2 separate regions of the Hordeum vulgare genome follow, and region 1 is linked to region 2. A link is a contact called in public Hi-C data. All regions are on one chromosome and are shown on one strand. The core of a region is the stretch at or near the end of the contact, and the rest is flanking DNA. Distances in the headings are between cores, read along the strand shown. Region 1 holds the start of LOC123401547 (IQ domain-containing protein IQM3-like). Region 2 holds the start of LOC123401444 (putative vacuolar cation/proton exchanger 4).

Region 1 (3,140 bases), core at 43-2,542, 350 kb before region 2:
CAGACATCATAGTAGAAATGCAGGTTATGCCCGTACCTGTGCCTTGGATCAATCTACAAGAATATGACAGATGGATGTCAAAATTTTGCAAATAGAAGTCCAAGTCAAGACGAGGGCAAGCTATGGAACTTCTTATCATCGATGTTCACAGACAACTGACAGTCCGAGTCAACTGACACTGGGAAGCTTATTCTTTTCACACACACACATTTGGAGAGCATAGAAAGGCAGCAAGTACAATACTACTACTTAGCATTAAAAAAGTAGTGGATGTGTGGGATTTTTTGTACTCACAGCCTCGATCCAGTGCTGGAAAGCCAGCTTGAGAGCCTTGGCGTCCTTGGATAAACCCTGCCCCACCTGCAACATGCTCATGAACATGAGGTGGAGTTGAATCTAAGGATAATTCCAGTAAAAAAAAAAGAATGGCTTTCTTGTGGGGAAAAGGCCATCATGGTGAGCTGCTGCCTTGTGCCGGCGACTGATGGTGCAGGGGAAGGGAATGTATCAAGAGGACCTTGGATGCGTTGAGGCTGACGCGGTTCCAGCGCGAGGCGGCGGTCTCCGGCTCCGGGTCGTCGTAGAAGGAGACGGTGCTGTGGTTGAGCCGCGCGAAGTCCAGCGCTTGCCACCTTGCTCAATCCAAACCAGGAAAAAAAAACAAAAAAGGTGAATTTTCAGCGCACGTAGCCATCAAGGCACAGAACGAATCAGGCAGTATTGCCGACAAGGACCAAAATCAGGGTCGCGGGAGGGCGAGAACCAAGAACAAGAAAAGGGCGGCAAGAAGCGCGGAATCCTGAGGAAATCGGGCGGGTTTGGGCGATTTTCCGTTGTTTTTGCCGGAATTATCAGGCCGGCCAAGTGGAAGGAAAGAAGCGGAGCAGTAATGGTTTCCTTTTTTTGTGTGAAGAAGAGTACTGTAGATAGTACAGTAGGTAGGATCTGGTTACCAGAGCTCCTCGACGACGACGGCGGAGTCGGCGAGCTTGCGCCTGGTCCGGTAGCTCCGGTAGACCTTCTGCACCTTGGTGGCCGCGCCATTCGCGCCGCCTCCGGTCGCCGGCGACGGCGAGGAGGAGAGCTCCTCCGTGTGGCTCGGCTCCCGCGAGGCAGCGGCCGCCGGAGGAGGCATCGCGGTCTCCACCTCCATCTGCTGCCAAGATAATGGTCGTGGCCTTCTGGAGTCGGGCGGGTTGGGGGATGGTCGTGCTCTTCTCGAGGAGGAGGGGGAGAGCGGGGTGGGGAGGGAAGAAGGGGGAGGCAGCAGCTGGAATTTATGCCCGCCTGCGCTGCTGCTGCTACAGTAGATGACACGAGAGATGAGATAATCGGAGAGTGGAGTAGATTACTGTTATGAATGAGCTGAGGTCATGGTCCAGCTGGCGAGTACGCTGGGTCGTCTACCCGGGCTGTGCGTTTTGTCTTGAGGGGTAGGCAAAATTTCATGTTTTGACCTTTTTATTACGTCACATTTTATCTCTATCAATATCTTCAAGATATGCCCGCAAAAAGAAAGAAAAAATATCTTCAAGATATCGAGTCATCATTTCATATCAAAACGGACTACGTTTTTGTCTGTTTTTTATCCGTTTGGATCAACCGCTCATTCGGCAACAGCTCTGTTTCATATTTTGATCGGCGGTGCATCGCGTTGACCCATATTTACCGACGTGGCCGTCTGACCGTCCTTTTTAATAAATATGCACATATTTTGCATTATTTAACAAACAGGCATAATTTTTTTTAGCATATTTCACAACCAAATAAAACATAGTTTTACAACCAAGTAAATTAAGCATATTTGACAAGCCGAATAAAAAATAAATTATCTCAAATACATGTGAAAAAAATACATTTATTGGTTGCCAACATGAGTCCACACATGCTCAACCAAATCATTTTGCAGCTGCATATGAGTTTTTCAATCACACATTTCATGATGAAATTGAGTAAACTGTTTAAATGTTGCCGCTCCTTCATGCTCAAGCACAACATTCTCACCCTGAAACTGAAACCCTTGATCATAGATACGTTCCGTGCGCTCATCTTCTACAATCATATTGTGCATAATTGTGATAGCCCGGCTTATTAGGGATGATAGACTACTCATATCAATAAGGAATTCCTTCTTTTCCGGAAGCCCATTCAAACAGAACTCTCACGTTAAGCGTGCTCAGCTCACGTTAAGCGTGCTCAGCTTGGAGTAGTTCTAGGATGGGTGACCGACCGGGAAGTTCATCCCGGATGCGCATGAGTGAGGACAAAGTGCGCAGAAAAGACTAGTATTGATATGTGGGGCCAGTCTTATTAGGGATGATAGATTACTCGTATCAATAAGAAATTCCTTCTTTCCCATTCAAACAGAATTGTGCTCCAAGTCCTAGGAGGATACCGAACGACGCCCCATCGAGATTGCAAAACATCAAAGACACGCTCGATGTCCTTCCTAACACTCTCTTGCTCTTGCACAATTCTTTTCCACTTCTCTCCAACAGGGTCGCGGATTGTCTTCACAATAGTGGTCTACTGTGGATAGATACCGTCACCTAGGTAGTATCCTTTGTCGTAGTTGTGGCCGTTGATGGTAACATTCACCAACGGGTCGATGCCTTTCACAAACCTTGCAAACACCGGCGAGCGTTGAAGCACGTTGATATCATTGTGTAATCCGGCCATGTCGAAGAAAGAGTGCCAGATCTAGAGATCTTGTGAGGCCACGGCCTCAAGTATGACAGTGCAATCCCTGACATGGCCCTTTTACTGCCCTTGCCAAGCAGAAGGGCAGTTCTTCCACTCCCAGTACATGCAGTCTATGTTATGAAGCATCCATCGGAAGCCCCTGCTAGCATTCATCGCCAACAAGCAGGTTGTATCTTGAGGAGTCGGCTCTCTCAAGTGCTCAGGGTCAAACACAACAATCACAACCCTGCAGAATCTTTACATGGACTCGCATGTAGACTCGCTCATACAGACGTACTCGTCAATGAGATCACCGGGCACCCTGTATGCAAGCATCCGGATGGCTGCAATGCATTTCTCATAAGATCAGAAGTCAATCTTTTCAAAGGCGTCCTCTTTGCACCCGAAATAGTTATCGTATCCGACCCACCCCCTCTTTAATACGGTTGAAAACATGC
Region 2 (2,956 bases), core at 311-2,810:
GTGACCCCTCCGCTGAAAAATGCGCAACCAAGAACCAGAAGCAAGTTTGACAGGATGGATCCTAGCAGAGACTGCTGTACAACTCGTAACTTTCCGCTCCTTAGCGCATGGATCGATATAATCAACTCAGTTGCATTGCCAAATGTAGCATTCAGAAGGCCCCCAACTGCATGCACATGAAATTTGTCAAGCCAACCACAATTCGAATGCTACTTGGATCAGAATGCTTCAAAGAAGAGCAACTGAGTGAGACCTGTTGGGCCCGTGAAGAATGCTAACTGTCTGCAGTAAGAAGCAAAGTGTCAAATGCTTATTCAGTAAAATCAGCAAGAATCACCAAATAAGTGTGAAAATTGTAACAAATTACTCGGTGGCGAAACCCAGTCGCTCGGCCAACGGAATAATGCCCAACAGAGTCAGGGGAAACACCCAGCCCTTCAACACAAACAAAGGAATAAAAACGTAATATCAGGACAAGAACACAAAAAATGGAGCATATAAAGCGCATAAAGCAGATGTAACTACAGATTGATAAAACATTTGCAGTGAAATTTAGGAGCACGCGTACATTATTGCCTGTCATGTATTTGACGGTGATGGCCACAAAGCCACACGGTATCAACAGGTTGAGCTTTGACTTGAGCACCACAACCTTGAGGCTACCAAACATGCCCCAATTCCCAGGGCCTGCATTTCTCTCGAAGCCGCCGGTTCTGCGGGACAGCGCTTCCGAGGCGATAAGGATGTCGTCCTCGAATTCGTCTGCTCCATCGGAGAGTGTGGGGGCCTGTTCTATAGGAAAATCAACGAGAGCAAATCCAGTGAATAAGTATGGAGACACCAGATTAAAAAGACAAAAAAAAAACATACTACTGCAGTTTGCAAATGAGGAATGCATGATGAATGCGCGAGACGGCAAGGTGAAAGCTGTCGTGATCACTCACTTGAGTGGCAGACTTCTGGCCATTTCCATTGATCCTGTCCATCTGTGAATCAATAGAAACCAGTAAATAATATTAATTGATCATGCCCACCTGATTGCCATATTAATTAACAATTGCAACCTCCCAATTAATTATCATTTACATATTATTCAATTTATACATAATACGCATATCTGTTCTGAATTAATTACTACTATTAGATAATGCAGAAGAGGAAAGGAGAGGGAGGAGGGAGCGAACGAACCTGATGGGAGTTCTGACGGCCGGGCAAGAGCCGCCGGGAGTCGGAGCCGGACGCCGCCGTCGACGTCATCGTCCTGATCCACGGATGAAAGCCCGATGCGGAGTCGAAATCCTCATGGATAATAAATCGGAAGAAGAAGAAGAGGAGGAGGAGGAGGGAGATGACAATTAATATTACCGTACGGCCCCCTTGATCTCCGGTGAAATGTGCTTTTTAATCTCCTACTAAAACCTGATCCTAATTAGGGCGCTCGTCATCCATGAAGGAGTCATGACGAGGAGGAGGAGGAGGAGGACGACGAGAGGTGAGATGCGTGCATGGTCAGGTCTGGTTAGGTTAGGTTGGAGACGGGTACGGCACCACCTGCCTCCGCCTCGGCCCCACCAAATCCACCTCTGTCTCACGTCTCTTTTAGGTCCTGGTTTGGAAGAGAGAGAGAGGGGTAGGGTCGGGAAGAGAGAGAAAGTGTAGAGAGCTGGGAGAGAGTCTAGAGAGCCAACTTGTATTGTTTCATTGTCTGTTTTTTTTAATTCAATCGGTATTTTCAGTCATTGGTCCGAGGTTGGCATTTTCCTCCTTGCGACCCGGAGAGGAACTTCTGAAAGCTAGATGTAGATACATCGAGTTTTGCTACATCTACGTAAAATATTTACAAAAGGTTACGTAAGGGATTACTTAGCCAGTTTTAATTAGTGGGAAGCGGGGCCCATCCTGGAAATCAGGAAGGGAGAGGTTGATTAAAGCAAGCCACGTCTCTACGTAATCCAATTTACGTATGTGACCTATATATATACGTAGGTGTAGGATTATTAATATACATCCTATATTTAAAAAGAAAATAGTAATTCAATAAAAAAATAAAAAAAAACTGAAAATATTTTTGAAATAAACTTGACCTTTCATTATATTTGTAAGAAAAAATTCACAAAAAGAAAATTACATTTTGACTACTTTTCAAAAAAGACAAATTTTTGCTTAAAATAATGTGAATAGTGACCTATAATAGCAAATAAATTTTGTTTTCTTTGCCCACAAGTCAGTGTTGACTTTTTTTCATGAAAATTTATATACTAGTGCAAAACAAATTCAAGTTTAATCTAAAAATACTTCAAAACTATTTTGACTTCTTAATTAATATTAAAAAAATCCTCGTATAAGGGAGAAACATGCAAGAGTCGGAACAGTACTACTGGTAGGAGATTAAACGCACTGCAAGATTATAAGAAAATGGAGCCGATCATTCAAGAGAAGAAAATGGAGCCGATCATTCAAGAGATAAGATACAGCGATGTACTGAGGTCTCACGTAGTACTGCAGATACATCGTGTCAATAATAATGCTACAAGTAGCCACAGTTGACATGCCGTCGGGAGGCTAAAAAACTTAGTTGAGAATGTAAAAAAAAATTGCAAGACTTAAATTCGCAGGAGTCAAGCTTCAAGAAGAGTGATTGCTCGTTTGGTAAGCCTTGGTGATGGTACGAGCTAGCTCCGCAAGATGTGACCCCAAGAACATCCGGTTATCTTTTCCGCGACGGTGGCTTTCCTCTCCGGGAGTTACTGGATCCTGCTTTCTTCTCGTCACCCCTTTTGATGAACCCGGTCAGAACCTTCTTCGCCTTCGACCATTGCTGAATTGACTCTTCGTTTCTCATGAACGGGCAGACTTCACTTATTGTAATCCTTGGGACCACGCGCGGTTCTTCTACCTTGTTGTTCTCATCGTGCCCTCGAATTTCATGACCAGCTGAACCAACTGTAGTTCCAGC

Evidence for each region. A called contact is a pair of places that touch in the nucleus more often than the background predicts.
Region 1: a Hi-C map of leaf shows a contact between it and region 2, with 5 times the contacts expected there. The contact joins the promoter of LOC123401547 here to the promoter of LOC123401444 in region 2. A contact is called at or near these places in 3 of 6 Hi-C or Micro-C datasets (leaf and seedling) and 1 of 1 datasets of contacts at active chromatin or transcription factors (embryo).

Annotation. Positions count from the first base shown.
Region 1 is chr6H:51,884,685-51,887,824 of MorexV3_pseudomolecules_assembly, reverse strand. LOC123401547 (IQ domain-containing protein IQM3-like) reads right to left here and starts at 1,292. Exons shown (of 9, transcript XM_045095374.1): 1 at 954-1,292; 2 at 518-632; 3 at 295-360; 4 at 1-53. The coding sequence starts at 1,153.
Region 2 is chr6H:51,534,930-51,537,885 of MorexV3_pseudomolecules_assembly, reverse strand. It overlaps LOC123401444 (putative vacuolar cation/proton exchanger 4), which reads right to left and starts at 1,560. Exons shown (of 14, transcript XM_045095259.1): 1 at 1,366-1,560; 2 at 1,189-1,261; 3 at 945-986; 4 at 569-787; 5 at 368-435; 6 at 254-282; 7 at 1-166. The coding sequence starts at 1,257. LOC123401443 (protein REPRESSOR OF SILENCING 3-like) reads right to left here. Exons shown (of 4, transcript XM_045095258.1): 4 at 2,409-2,956. The coding sequence ends at 2,708.